2 separate regions of the Mus musculus genome follow, and region 1 is linked to region 2. A link is a contact called in public HiChIP or PLAC-seq data. All regions are on one chromosome and are shown on one strand. The core of a region is the stretch at or near the end of the contact, and the rest is flanking DNA. Distances in the headings are between cores, read along the strand shown.

The links. HiChIP or PLAC-seq counts read pairs in DNA pulled down with a chosen protein or histone mark.
Region 1: an H3K27ac HiChIP or PLAC-seq map of embryonic stem cells shows a contact between it and region 2, with 2.8 times the contacts expected there. The contact joins the promoter of Tfr2 here to the promoter of Slc12a9 in region 2. A contact is called at or near these places in 6 of 39 promoter capture datasets (the 3T3-L1 cell line, the HPC-7 cell line, cranial neural crest and 3 more), 2 of 115 datasets of contacts at active chromatin or transcription factors (bone marrow-derived macrophages and embryonic stem cells) and 1 of 9 other capture datasets (adipose tissue).

What each region holds. Positions count from the first base shown.
Region 1 is chr5:137,567,321-137,574,794 of GRCm38.p6, forward strand. It overlaps Tfr2 (transferrin receptor 2), which reads left to right and starts at 2,520. Exons shown (of 20, transcript NM_015799.4): 1 at 2,520-2,614; 2 at 2,752-2,798; 3 at 3,668-3,721; 4 at 3,957-4,203; 5 at 4,294-4,471; 6 at 7,067-7,207; 7 at 7,288-7,399. The coding sequence starts at 3,689. It overlaps Actl6b (actin-like 6B), which reads left to right. Exons shown (of 14, transcript NM_031404.5): 13 at 1-23; 14 at 1,986-2,260. The coding sequence ends at 2,066.
Region 2 is chr5:137,331,874-137,339,101 of GRCm38.p6, forward strand. It overlaps Slc12a9 (solute carrier family 12 (potassium/chloride transporters), member 9), which reads right to left and starts at 1,709. Exons shown (of 14, transcript NM_031406.3): 1 at 1,575-1,709; 2 at 583-805; 3 at 253-387. The coding sequence starts at 763.

The sequences.
Region 1 (7,474 bases), core at 1,270-3,769, 240 kb after region 2:
GAGGCTCCATCTTGGCCTCACTGGTGAGAGAGAAGATGCATGGCATTGGGTATTAGAAGAACAGACCCCGACAGTGGCCGGTTTTTATTCAACAACTACCTAGGCATGCCTGCAATCCCAGTACTAGAGAGGCTGAGGCGGTGTGAGGATCTCAAGTTCAAGGCTAGCCTGGCCTACACAGTGAGATCCTGTGGCCAGAGAACAAACGGAGCTGTCATTCCTCAGGCACCTTCTACCTTGTTTTTTGAGACAGGGTCTCTCACTGTTCTGGAAGTCACAGGGTCACCTAGGCTGACTATCCGGTAAAGTTTAATCCTCCTGTCTCAGCATCCTTCCCACGGGGATTAAGGATGGCTCTTTTACAAGGATTCTGGAGACTGAACTAAGGTCCTAGCCTTGTTAAGCAAGCACTTTACTTACCTAACCCCAAGCTCTTTAAAACAAAATGTTTTTGGAGCAAGTGCAGCCAGTGAATGCTCTCTAAAGACTGAGGACTTCTTCAGGAGAAAGGCTGGTGAGGGTATGGTTATGGTAAGGCAGCCATAGTCATCGAGGAGTAAAGGGGACACCCTGGAATTTGGGATAGAACGGTGGTCCAATGGTAAGGGGTGCGACATGAGTCTTCCCGCGATCAAGGGGACTGTGCAGAGGAGGCTAAGGCAGAGCCTGCGAGCCCCAGGGATGTGTTTATCTCTCTGGAGCTGGGGATCCAAGTGCATACTATCACACCCAGATTTTTGATGTGGGTTCGGGGGATGGGATTCATGTTTTCAGCTACCCAGAATTCATGGCCAACCTGTGTTTCATGTGAGCCTGTTAAAAGAAAGAGGGGGAGCTGTGGGAAGGGAACAGAAGGGGAAGGGGGAAAGAAAAAAGAAGGGAAGAGGAAGGGAGAGGAGGGGAATGGGAGGGAGAGAAGGGGAAAGGGAGGGGAGGGGAGGGGAGGAGAGAAAACCAAAAGAGATGAGGTTTGGGCAAAGCCTGCTGGGAGCTGATGATGTCAGTTATGGGATCATAGGGAGTTTAAGGTCAAGGGTATTCAGGAGGAAGTAACCAAGACACAGCTGGGTATCTGAGTCGGGAACAAGAGATTGGAGAGTGGCAGGGACAAATGAGGTCACCCAGGAAGGCTGCTCTGTGAGCCAGAGACACCAACCTTCACATGGGGGCTGAGCAGCTATCCATGAAAAAAGACGGTTGGAAGGTCCCGGAAAAAAGCAGCAGGGGAGAGTAGCAGTGAGGTGCCCGGTGGTGTCAGAACGGTGATGGTGGCGCTGGCTGGGGTGGGAGGTGTATGTCCAGCTACTCTGGATGTGGAGGCCGTAAGATCACAAGGTCAAGGTCAGCCTGGGCCATTGGTTGAGACCCTTTGCCAAAATAAAAGGCAAATAAATACAAGGGCTGAAAAGATGGCTCAGTAGGCAAAGCACTTGCTGCACAAGGCATGAGGACCCAAGTTCAGATCCGCAGAACCCAACTTGTAAGGAGAACATTTGTCTGTAATCCCAGGCCTCTTCTTACAAAATGGGAGGAGACAGGCGAAGCCCCAGAAGCTCAAGGCTGGCTAGCCTCTCTACAGAGTGACAAACCTGTATGGTTTGGTAAACCCTGCCCTTTGTACTCCGTGTGTACATGTTAGCTCAACCATCACACACAAACACAGGCACAAATACAACACACATGCACAAAACATGTTTAATCTCAAGTAAGGGGCTGGGGGCGTGGCTCAGTGGTAGACCCCCCCTGCCTAGAATCCCCCAGGGAGGAGCTGGGGGCGTGGCTCAGTGGTAGAGCCTCTGCCTAGAATCCCCCAGGGAGGAGCTGGGGGCGTGGCTCAGTGGTAGAGCAGCCTAAAATCTCCCGGAAGGGGGGGGGCGGGGGGAGGATACAGGTGAGAAATGCATGAAGGCAAGTAGAAAGCCGAGGTGTGGTGGTGTAGAGAGGTGTGGGGTGACGCCTGACAGCTGATGTTGCCCTTTTCTCAGGGCACATTCCAGCAGATGTGGATCTCCAAACAGGAATACGAGGAGGGAGGGAAGCAGTGCGTGGAGCGGAAGTGCCCCTGAAGTTGCCCCCCTCCCCCAAATACCCGTCCACCCCATCCACGGAGAAACGCCAGAGGGGCGTTCTACCAGCCAGAAATCCAAAAGCGCTGAACTCTCCCTTTCCCATTACCCTCTTCTCTCTTACCCACATCTTCTTAGACTGTGATGTTCCTGAGTTGAAAGAAGAAAAAAAAAAAAGAACTTTTATGAAAATCAAGTGTTTGACTTCTTTGGGGGAGAATGGGGGCGTGGGGATCTGGTGAGATGCCAGAGAGAGACACACCTACATTCGTGCTACTCTGGGGCACGAATTTCTTAGGTTTTAGTGGGGTCAGGACTCTGGAAGGACCAGGAAGAGTCTGTACTGAGCTGGTTGTTGGTTCAGGGCTGCTCCAGAAAAGGACGTGCGGGGGCGGAGTCCTCTGGGGCGGGGCCTGGGGGCGTGCTCTAGTGGGTGTGGCCTCAGTAGGCTTTGAGTCTCCTGGGAGCATGGTCCAAGAAACCCAGAGACCTGTTGCTGAGCTGAACTTGGCTGCTGTGTCTTCCCACTCAGGACTCGGCTTTGACAGGCACGAGGCAGGGACTGGGGTACTGGTGAGCCCCTACCTCTCAGATCTTTCTGGACCTGGGTAGGACCCGCAGTTTCCCAGGGGAAACCTGGACCAGAAGTAAGGGTGAGGTGGACCCTGAACTTTCCCATTCACAGCTGCAGGTCCTGGTGTCTTCGTCGCGGCTTGGATTTCAAACTGGAGGGTAAACTGCGGTTATGGCCCTTCATCAAAATTTTAGAGTCGTAGACCCCGAAGGAGAAACACTTAAGTCCTTTAGTGATCCAAGGGGTGCTGGGGAGGACTGTGGCTTGGCCAAGACCTTTTCTGCCCCCCTAACGGTGAGGTGGAAACCCATAGTTTCCTGACTCCAAGACCCACTCGTCGGTTTCTTTTGACCTCTTTACCTCATTCCTAACACTTCCTCCCCAGCAACCAAGCAGATTCCAGACAGACAGACAGACAGACAGCTTTGTGGTCAGATTAAACCACCAAGTCACCCCACTGAGATACCGCTGTTTGGAATCTGAGACAGGGGTTGGGGCAGGAAGACCGGCTAACGGGTTATTTGGAAGGCTGTGTGCTGGGAAAACCTAGCAACCAGACCCAAGAGGTGGGAAGGGGCAGACGTTTTCATGGTGAAACTTCCAAGGGGGCTGGGGACTTTCCCCAAGGACACCCTGAGAGAGTGAAATCAGGGAAAAGGAGGGATTTACCTATATCTCCCCTCCCCCCTCACGTTAAGCCCCCCCATCCCCCAACCTGTGACGGGAACCAAGTTGGCCAAAGTCTGCTCTGAGGTTTAAAAAAAAAAAAATTGATTGTTTTGCAGTCTGCCCGCAACAGTGGGGTTTGTGGAAAGATTGGTGAGAGAAGGCACTGCCCCTTGCGGTCTAGCATGAACCAGGGGGAATGTCTAGAAGGCTGGACTGAGGCCAGACTGTGCCCCCACCCTTATGGGGAATGAGAAACGGCCTAGGTTCAGGCTGCCTGTCAGGGCTGATAAGGGGCCCTCTAGGGCTCCCACAAACGGTTTATCGGGGTTTTGTGTGTGTGTGTGTGGACTACTTGCAGAGTTCAGGAGGGGGCACAAGCATGGAGCAACGTTGGGGTCTACTTCGGAGAGTGGTAAGACCACGGGGGTGCGGAGTTGTGGTTACACACATTAGGTCTTCCTTCGTGTCCCTTAGGCAACTCCCTAATGCATAAGGTTGGCCCCACTGGTCCTCCTTGGGTCCCTCCTCTCCAGCCTCCAGAGCTCCCTTCCTCCTGGCCGGAGTCAGTGACACCATTCTTGCCTAACCCTCAGCCAACTCTTAGGCCCCCTCCCGTAATCTCATGCCTACCTCACCCCTCCACTCAGCAACAGTGGTCCCCAAGACCCTCTCAGACCATCTACAGACGCGTGGAAGGCCCTCAGCTGGAGCACCTGGAGGAGGAAGACAGGGAGGAAGGGGCGGAGCTTCCTGCCCAGTTCTGCCCCATGGAACTCAAAGGCCCTGAGCACTTAGGCTCCTGTCCCGGGAGGTCAATTCCCATACCCTGGGCTGCAGCAGGTCGAAAGGCTGCCCCCTATCTGGTCCTGATCACCCTGCTAATCTTCACTGGGGGTGAGTCTTCCCTCCCTCCTCCTGGGCTGGGGGCATTTCTGGGGTCTAGTAGAAGAGAGCACAAGAGAACCCCATCTTCCCACCTGCCAGCCTTCCTCCTAGGCTACGTGGCCTTTCGAGGGTCCTGCCAGGCGTGTGGGGACTCCGTGTTGGTGGTCGATGAAGATGTCAACCCTGAGGACTCCGGCCGGACCACGTTGTACTGGAGCGACCTCCAGGCCATGTTTCTCCGGTTCCTTGGGGAGGGGCGCATGGAAGACACCATCAGGTAAGATCACAGCCTGGCTGCTGCGTGGTCCAGTGTCCAGTCATCAGCTCAGACTGGAGGAGCCCCATCACTTCACGTGTTGCCCAAAGTCCTTTCTTGGGTCTTCCCACGAGCCTCTCTGGCCTCCCTGCTCAGCGGTCCTTGGAAGGATGGCAGACACCAGGAGCTCAGTATCCAAAGGCCAAAGACATCACAGATGGTTTATTTAGGAGATAGGTAGCTGGGTGGATGAAGACAAGGGACCAGGGCCTGGTGGCACGTGTCTGTCATCCCAGCACGCAGGAGGATTAGGAATTTGAGGTCATCCTGGACTATGTATTAAATTGGAGGCTGGCCTAGGATGTATGAATCCCCATCTCAAAAGCAGAAATAATTTGTAAAGTTAAATGACATTTTAATTTTATGTTATGTAACGAACAGGTAATGAAGAATGGGTATGAGAAAAAAAAATTAATATTTTTTCAGCATGTACTGAGTCGACCACATGATTTTTTTTTCTCTTTGAGTTTTTTTTTTTTTTTTTTTTTTTTGAGACAGGGTTTCTCTGTATAGCCCTGGCTGTCCTGGAACTCACTTTGTAGACCAGGCTGGCCTCGAACTCAGAAATCCACCTGCCTCTGCCTTCCGAGTGCTGGGATTAAAGGTGTGTGCCACCACGCCCGGCTTGAGTTTCTTTTTTTAGTTATTTAGTTTTTATTGGAGTGTGGTGTTTGGATGCCACTGAGCATGTGTGATGGTCAGAGGACAGCTTGCAATGTGGCTGGTTTTCTCCATCTACCATGTGGGTCCCAGGAATTGAACTCAAGCCCTCATTCTTAACACTAAACACCATTTGCCTGCTGAGCCATCCCACTGCCCTTCTCCCAGATGTGGGCTTTGAACCTAGAGCCTTGAGTGCTGGTACTCGACTGATGAGCTACATCTCTAGCCCCTTACTGTTCTGTTTGATTTCATTTGTATAGGTTTTACCTTTTTGGGGATGAGGTCTTGTGATATAGCCCAGGCTGGCCTCAAGCTTGAGGTCCTCTGGCTTCAGCTTCCCAAGTGCTAGGATTATAGATTTATACCTGGGTTTTCCTCCTCTTCCTCCTCTTCTTCCTCCTTTTCTTTCTCCTCCTCTTCTTCTTCCTCTTCTGCACTTAGGATTGGAGTTTTGATACACCAATGGGAGTTTGATCAAAATAGATGGCTTTATTTCGCTAAAAAGACCTCCAATCTGAGGCTGGGGCTATAGCTTGGGGGACAGAGAACTCACCTCACGTGATCCCCTGTGTGGCATGAACTAAGTGTGCTGGCTCATGCCCATGATCCCAGCACCTGGGAAGTGAGAGCGTGAGGATCAGGAGTTCAAGGCCCTCCTCAGCTGCATCATGTCTTCCAGGACATATGAGACCTTGTCTGGCCCCCACCCCCACCCCAAACCTATGAGCTCCCTACTGCTGAATTTTCCCAAATTCCCATCCTCTACAATGTAGTAAGGAATTTTTGAAGAGACAATACATTGAAAACTCTGGAAATGTGGGATGACGGACGTCTATGTTTCAGTCCAAGAAAGACAGACAGACCTGCAGATACAGTGAGGATGAAGGGAGGAAACAAGAGCCTCAAAAGGTCTAGTTGGAAAGTGGGATTCAGAGCTGGCAAGATGGCTCAGCAGGTAAAGGGGATTGCTGCTAAGCCTGACAACCTGAGATCAGTCCCCAGGATCTCAGGGCGGGAGAAGAGAACCTGGTTCTAATTTCTCCTCTCATCTCCACATGCTCACGGTGCCATTTTTGGTATGTGTGAACATATGGGTCAGAGTACACACACACACACACACACACACACACACACACACACTAAATTAATATAAATTAAATAAAGTAAGGTGGGGTCCAGAACATTGAAGGATGTGCAGATAAACTTTTTCCTATCCATTGTGGACTTATGTGGGACTTAATACTTTGGCTGAGCCTGGTGGCAGACGCCTGTAATCCTAGTTATTTGGGAAGCTAAAACAGAGAATTTCTGTGCCTGTGCCTACCTGGATTTCAAGCGAGTCTGTGGCTAGCCTTGGCTATTCTGGATAGCCTTGTCTTAAAAATAGGACAGAAAAAAAAAAGTTGGTTTGCGGTACAGTGATTTCCCAGAATCTGAGAGAAGAGAATGAAGGAGGTAGAGAGGGAAAGGGGGAAGGGAGAAGGGAGGGAGGAGGGGAGGTAGAGCCAGGAGCTTCTCCATTCCAAGGCTGGAGGTCAGGAAACCCAAGAGTCTCATGGGAGATGTGGCCACCCAAGAAAGGCCAGGTCTCTGCCCAATGGAGAGCAGATTGCTTCCCCTGCAAATGTAACAGCCCATGAGAGGGCAGTACATGGCCGAGGTGTGAAGGCTAGTTTAGGTGACAGGCCCTTGCTGGGAGATGACAATGGAAGCTGACCAGATTCCACCTCCCAAGTACTTTCACCTGAATTTGAGGCTAGCCTGGTATACATGAGATGCCACCCCAGGCCTGCATTTACCATCTCGGTCTTTTCGGGGGTTTTTTCCCCACTTGTGCGGGAGGGAATGTAGGAATCCCTTTCCTGGCCCCTAGTGTGATTTCTCTCTGCCCAGGCTGACCAGCCTCCGGGAACGCGTGGCTGGCTCAGCCAGAATGGCCACCCTGGTCCAAGATATCCTCGATAAGCTCTCGCGCCAGAAGCTGGACCACGTGTGGACTGACACGCACTACGTGGGACTTCAGTTCCCAGATCCGTGAGTCTGGGGATGTGACAAGGGGGCATATTATGCATGGGATTGCACAGCCAGGAATGCTCACTCTCAGCCATCCTCAGGGCTCACGCTAACACCCTGCACTGGGTGGATGCAGACGGGAGCGTCCAGGAGCAGCTACCGCTGGAGGATCCGGAAGTCTACTGTCCCTACAGCGCCACCGGCAACGCCACGGTGAGGTTCCCGGGATGGGGAGCCCATCACGTCCTCATCGGGTAGCCGAGTTGGGATACGGGCAGCGAGGCCTCA
Region 2 (7,228 bases), core at 459-2,958:
ACTGGGGATCGAACCCATGCATGCTAGGCAAGCACTCTACCCCTGAGCTACATACACACTCTGTGCTTAAAAAACGCTAACTGCTAACAGTGTTAGGAGACCAGGCATGAAGATAAGAGTGCTGGTCACCTTTACTGGCTATATTCATTAACATTTGGCCTATTTTCAGACAGAAGATATTGGCCCCTTTCCCCTCCTGAACCTTGGAGGACAGAAATACCCAGACCCCAGTCCATCTAGGTTGGAGGATACAGTAGGCTCCGCCCCCTCTCACAGCTCCATTGGTGGCAATGGCACACACTGAGAGGACTGTTAGTGCCAGAATGATGTAGGCAACCAGTAGCATCGCCAAGGCCTGCAACAGCCCAGCGTGGCCCACCACGAACCCTGCACAGGGGGAGAAAAGCAGGTCACAAGGGATGCTTATATACCTCTCCCCCTTCCCCCCATCCCACTGGCCAGCACAGTCCCACAGCAGAGCCACACACAAGGCCTCAAGGGGCCTTACCCTCCATCTGACCACATGTACTAGGGTCCATCCCTAGCCTTAGCCCCTTCCCAATAATTCCCTCCTCTACTCACCAATCCTCAGAAACACGACTATGCTAAACATGGACAGAACCGTGGGCACCACCACACCCAGGAAGGTGGAGAGCTTGCGGGATGATGGCACTCCAGATACTCCAGCTCCATTGGGAGGGAAGGCAGCCCCCTCTTCCCCCAGAAGCCGGTAGGCCAAAAGAGGGGAGCTCTCGCTGGCCATTGCTGAACGCCAGCAGAGGAAGCCACAAAAGGGCTAGGAGACCTGTAAAAAGAGGTTTTAGTGGCTGGATAGCAATACCACAGACCCTCTCTCCCTAAACAAAACCCTAATTAAACACTCAGTTTCCTCAAAAGGAGAGTTGCAAAGGATACACACACACACACACACACACACACACACACACAGGGCACAGAAACTCAAAACTGTCCCAGCAACTTCCCCACTCTCGGACCCTGGTGTTTAAATAATCAGGGTCCCTTTCAGTTCTTAGGGACCGTGTCATCCTCCGTGCCTCTGAAACTAGGGGTAGCAGTGAGTCTGCGAAAGGGACACAGATCCCCTTGTCAAATAGGTCTCGCCTTAATTGGCAACAAGAGGGGAAGAAGATCTCCTCAAAGGGAAGTTAGCTATTACCAGTAAACACCTCCTCCCAAGTCCTATGCTGCTCCTGTCGAGTACCCTCAATACAGCACCTCACACATGGGCAATAAGAAACTTTCAAAGCTCTCAAAGCTCCACCTTGTATCACCCCTGTCCCTCAACCCATCTCAATCCTGACCAGATTTTTCTAATCTCTACAATGAGCCCTCCAAACTCTATCAATCCAAACAGAGCCATCAATTGTCCAAACACAAATGCAGGCAGCCTAGCATCAGCCACACAGGATCCCCAGGGTCCTCCTCCCCCACCCACCCGCTCTTGTCCACTTGCTTCAGTAACTGGATGCCTGGGGGGGGGCGGGGGGGACAGGCATCTGGCTCCAGCCGGCCAAGTGCACCCTGCATCTGGGTGCCGCAGGGTGCTCACTCACCACCTAGGAATGAAGCTGCTCCGGTGTGATCCCAGCGCGCCTGTGGGGCTCCGCTATAAACCGAGGGGGCGAGGGAGCCGGAAAAAGCAAGCGGGCTACCGGGATGTCAGGCCCGGAGCCTGCCCTCCCCAGCAAGGCGTCCCATTGGTCCCGATTCAAGCCCCGCCTCAAAGGTGTGGTCTACACTCAAGCCCCGCCCACACTCTCGTACGCTGCCTTGCAAGCCAAACCGTTCCACGTGCGTCTCGGGTGTCTTTTGCAAGGTAGTGGGTCACGATCCTCAGAGCCCCCCGTTGCCAGGATGCTAGCAGATGCCCATGGTGAGGGTCTGACTGCACTCCGAGCTCCAGGACGCCCCCAGGAATATCTGAAAGGGGCGCGTGGCGACTGCGGAAAAGTGGAGTGGGCGGAACCGCGGCACCTGACTCAGGTACACACCTGGGAACTGAGAGCGACGTCGGTCGGCGCCTGCCGGAGTCGTACTATTTCAGCTTCTCGGGAGACCCAGAGTGCCTCGGGCTTCCAGCCTGGTCCCTTTCACATTCAGAGGAGACCCCCTCCTCGTCCAGTTTCAGCTCGCAGGCTGCGCTCTTCTCTTCGGCCACGGGAGGGAGCCGTGATCCTCCATCCCGACTCAGGTCCGGGTAAATAAGCAGGTAACCCTGCTTGCTTTTGTGCCTAAGATCCTGTAACTGTGAGCTGGGCAGTGGTGGCGCATGCCTTTAATCCCAGCACTTGGGAGGCAGAAGCAGGCGGATTTCTGAGTTCAAGGCCAGCCTGGTCTACAGAGTGCGTTCCAGGACAGCCAGGGCTACAGAGAAACCCTGTCTCGAAAAAAGAAAAAAAAAATCCTTTATCTGTGACCCCAAAACTCCAACTTCAACCCTTACAGGTCTTACCAACGACGCTTCCTCATCTATAAAACGGGACTTAAAAAAGACATCCCTTCAAGGAGAGCAGTTGAGAGATGAACTAACCGTGTATACTCGCAGGGGGCATGGGTGGGGGCGCTCTTTATGTAGACCGGGCTAGCCCCATTTCAATACATAGCTGAAGAAGACTTCGTGTTTCTGATCCTCCTGCCTATACCTCCCATGTGTTGGGATTACAGATAAGTAACAGCACAGCCTGATGCAAATATTTATTTTCCTAAAAGAGCACTGCCCCCACCCACCCCGAGATTAAACACAGAGCCTCAAGCACACTAAGTGATGCTATAGTACATACGAAGCCTTAACATATTGACTCTTTAGTCCAATACATACATATTCATTTTTCCCCTCACACGGTATTGTATTAAATATGCATAACCATTCTGTGAGTGCACGTTCTACTACTGTGGTTGTATTAGATTAGGGAACTGAAGATGGGAAGCTTTTTTTCTTTAGATTTTTTTTTTAAATGTGAGTATTTTGTCTCATGTATGTATGTGTACCACGTGCGTGCCTAGTGGCCATAAAGGTTAGAAGGGGTGCTGGATCCCATGGGAGTATAGGTACGGATGATTGTCAACCACCATGTAGGTGATGGGAACGGAATCTGGGTACTCTGCAAGAGCAGCAAGTGCCCCACTGAGCCATCTCACTGGTCCCCCTTGGAGACCTTTAGCCACATGTTCTGAATTTTTATGTAGCGTAGCAATTCATGGTCACCCTGTTATTTGGACCTCCAGAATGAGCACAGTTATAGAGTCTCACATTCCCATAGAAGAGGCTGGGGCTCCAAGTTACCAAAAGCACTTGTCCTAGAAGCACAAAGACCCGAGTTCTGATCCCCAGAGCTCAAGTAAAGGAATCTGAATAAGCCGGATGCTGGGGAGGCAGACAAGAGGATCCCTGGGGCTCAGCATAGCTGCACTGGTGACCTCCAGGTTCAGTGAGAGAAATAAAGTAGAAAGTTACTGAGAAAGACACGTGACCTAGGCTTCCTCGTGCGTATGAATTTATGTGGACACAGATGGGCACACCTGCTGTGGCTCTACCAAGGATAAATCAGGCATCCCTGCTACCCATGTTTCAGACAATATTTGGCGATTTTTTTTTTTTTTAATTTCTAAAAGCTCCCTCCACTCTGACTATGCAGTTTGTGTGATTGTTTGAGCCTGGCTCTTAAGTAACCCAGGCTGCACAGCTGTGGATAACCATGAATTCCTAAGCTTCCTGCCTCCTCGTCCCAAGTGCTGGAATTATAGCTATCTTGCCACCATGCCTGCCTTCTTCTTTCTTGGTTGTGTCTCCCCCACCCCCTCAATTTTTCAAGACAAGGTTCCTCTGTGTAGCCCTGCCTATTCTGGAACTTGGAACTTGTTTTGTAGATTGGCTGGCTTAAAACTCAGAGCCTCTGCCTCTGCCTCTCTGCCTCTGCCTCTGCCTCTGCCTCTGCCTCTGCCTCTGCCTCTGCCTCTGCCTCTGCCTCTCTGCCTCTGCCTCTGCCTCTCTGCCTCTGCCTCTCTGCCTCTCTGCCTCTGCCTCTCTGCCTCTCTGCCTCTGCCTCTGCCTCTGCCTCTCTGCCTCTGCCTCTCTGCCTCTCTGCCTCTGCCTCTCTGCCTCTGCCTCTCTGCCTCTCTGCCTCTCTGCCTCTCTGCCTCTCTGCCTCTGCCTCTCTGCCTCTGCCTCTGCCTCTCTGCCTCTCTGCCTCTGCCTCTCTGCCTCTCTGCCTCTCTGCCTCTCTGCCTCTGCCAAGGGCTGAGATGAAAGGTATGAACTACCACATCTGGCTAGTCTTGTTTATGTCTTTTTGTTTGTTTGTTTTTGAGACAGGGTTTCTCTGTAGCCCTGGATGTCCTGGAACTCACTCTGTAGACCAGGCTGGCCTCAAACTCAGAAATTCACCTGACTCTGCCTCCCAAGTGCTAGGATCAAAGGTGTGCGCCCCCACTGCCCGGCTGTTGTTTATGCATTAAGTGTGGTTTTGTCTGTTGGTTTTGAGGCTGGGTTTCATGTAGCCCAGGTAGCTGGCACTCAACTGAATCTCAGAGGTATACCTATGTAATAGCACTCGGGTATATCCTCTGACTGTTACCACAGAAACCTTCCATCCAGTGAAATGTCTTCAGGAAGCAGCCCAGAATCAACTCCAGCGTCAGACAGCCTATCAGGGTAGGCTCACAATCCTTTCATAATGAGCCTCTCTCCCTGGAAGAGAGGAAAAATCAAATAAACTATATACTGATCATGGTAGTTCATGCTTGTAACCCCACCATTCACTCACAAGGCTGGGACAAGGGGAGTGAGGGTTCAAGGTTATCCTTGTCTACATAGACACTTTGAGGCCAGTGGAGTCTACATTAGAACCTATCTCAGCACTGAGGAAGAGGAGAAAGGAGGGGAAGGAGCTGCCACCCTCTGGCTTTTTTTCTTTTCTTTTTTTTCTCCTTCCTCCCTTCCTTCCTTCCTTCCTTCCTTCCTTCCTTCCTTCCTTCCTTCCTTCCTTTAAGACAGGGTCCCACTAGTGTAGCCTCTGCTGGCTTGGAACTCACTCTGTAGGCCAGGCTTTCCTTGAATCCTACATGTCTCTGCCTCCTGAGTGCTGGGCTTAAAAGCATGCCAGACTATTTCTGTCCCAATTAGCTTCACTTTCATTAACCATCAGAGCCTCCTCCGGAAGCCACACAACTACATGTATGTGCCCCGTGAGTTCAGGAGAAGGTATCAGGTTCCCTAGCACTGGAGTCACAGATGTTTGTGAGCCACCCTGTGGGTCCTGGGAACCAAAGTCCCGTGTGCTGCATCTGTATGCTTTGCTGCCTTAACCTTTGGGTCAAGGTCTGATTAGTCTCCCAGTAGCTTTAAAGATAACACCTCAACAGGTTATGATAACAGCCAGGGGGGTGGCTGGCTGTTCAGTGACTGCTTTTGTTACCCACGAAGAAGACTCTGATTCTCTTGAGCTAGCAGGTGTCCTCAGGGTGGCTGGGACTGGATGAGGAGTCTTGATCTCTGTATTCATTTCTTTTCACTTTAATGTAACGACAGCCACCAGCCACGCAAGGAAGCGATTATCCTGGCTCCCGGCTGGAGCAAGAGGCAGCTGGCTCACACTGGATCCAGTCAGGAAGCAGAGAGAGAGGAACGCTGGCCCTCAGTTCAGTTCTTTTCATTCAGTCCCCATCCTACAGTAAGACGCCAGGCGACAGTGAGGGGTTGCCTCCCCACCTCAACTGAGCTATCTAGAAAATCCCTCACAAACCTACCCAGAGGTTTGCTTCGTTGGTGACACTAGATCCTGTCGAACTGACAATGAAGATTAGCTGTCAGAGCAGCTGTCCCTGTCCTTGCATTTGTACCCTTTGCTGCCTTAACCTTTGGGTCAAATTCTGTTCCACTTTGTATACAGACTTAGGTCAGTTGAGAACTATTTTGCCAGGGGCTGGAGAGATAGCTCAGCAGTTAAGAGCACTCCTTGCTTTTACGGTGCGTTCCCAGGACCCACATGGTGGCTCACAAGCATCCGTGATTCCAGTCTAGGGAACCTGATGCCTTCTCCTGAACTCTTTGGGGTGCGTGCACATGGGGCACATACATGCAGGCAAAACGCTCAAACGCGTAAAGAATTTTAAAAAGAGAAACGCTTTGTCCAAGGCGCCACAACACAGAATTAATTAGTTATTTAGTCTCTCGTTTCCCCTTTCAGAATTAGGACAACCACCGGCCTCAAACTGGGCATGGTAGCTGGCTCATCTCAGCACTGACAAAACAGAGGCGGGTGGACCCCAAGTTCAAGGACAGCCTGGACTACGTAGCCATACCTGTCTCAAATAGATAGATAGATAGATAGATAGATAGATAGATAGATAGATAGATAGATAGATAGATAGATAGATAGATAGACAGACAGACATATCTTTAGACTGCAGTTGTAGAAATTCTCTTGATTCTTCCACTCCACTGTAAGCCGACAGTCTTACTCTTCACGTGACTGCACAGGCCCCGCCCTCAAGGAAGGGAATGTGGCGGCGCCCGGGGTGGCTTCAGAGAGGGCAATCAACGAGAGGACGCTGATGCGCCAGAGCGTCCATACCGGCGTGGTTTCTGCGGTTGTATGCTGGGAAGACGGGAATTCTGGCTCTACGCACTGGACGGCCCTCTCCTCTCTAGTTTTTTTTTTTTTTTTTTTAAAAGACGGGAAACAAGCAAGCAAACAAACAAAAAGCCCAACCACCCAACTTCAGTGGTGGCATGATCTGACTACCCGCTACCTCCGCACTTCTTGGGTCCCAGGATGCAAGGCAGGAGGATGAACTTGTGGCGTTTAGTAACTGTTCTTCCCCCTTTGTGTCAACTCTTTGCCAGCTTATTAAAGTGACCTCATGTCAGCGCAGCCTCTCATACACACACACACACACACAATCTGTCCTTTCCTTGTCCGATCAGGAAGTCCAATCAACCCGGGAACTCCGAACGAGACCTCATATGATAATATAATAATTTCCTGGCGATGCCCCCAATCCTCCCTCCCTCCCACCGTGAGTTCCCCAGAGTCTGGTGATTCTGTCCCTACCCCCTCCACCACAACCATGTCCAGGTCCCTAGGGCAGATGAGCCCTTGGCCACCACCCCTCCAATTTCCTGAAAATCCAGCAAACAAAAGGCTCGGGAAGGGAGGCAAAGCTGAGCAAGGCGCCCTTCCTGCAGGACAGCTGATGGAGAAAAAAA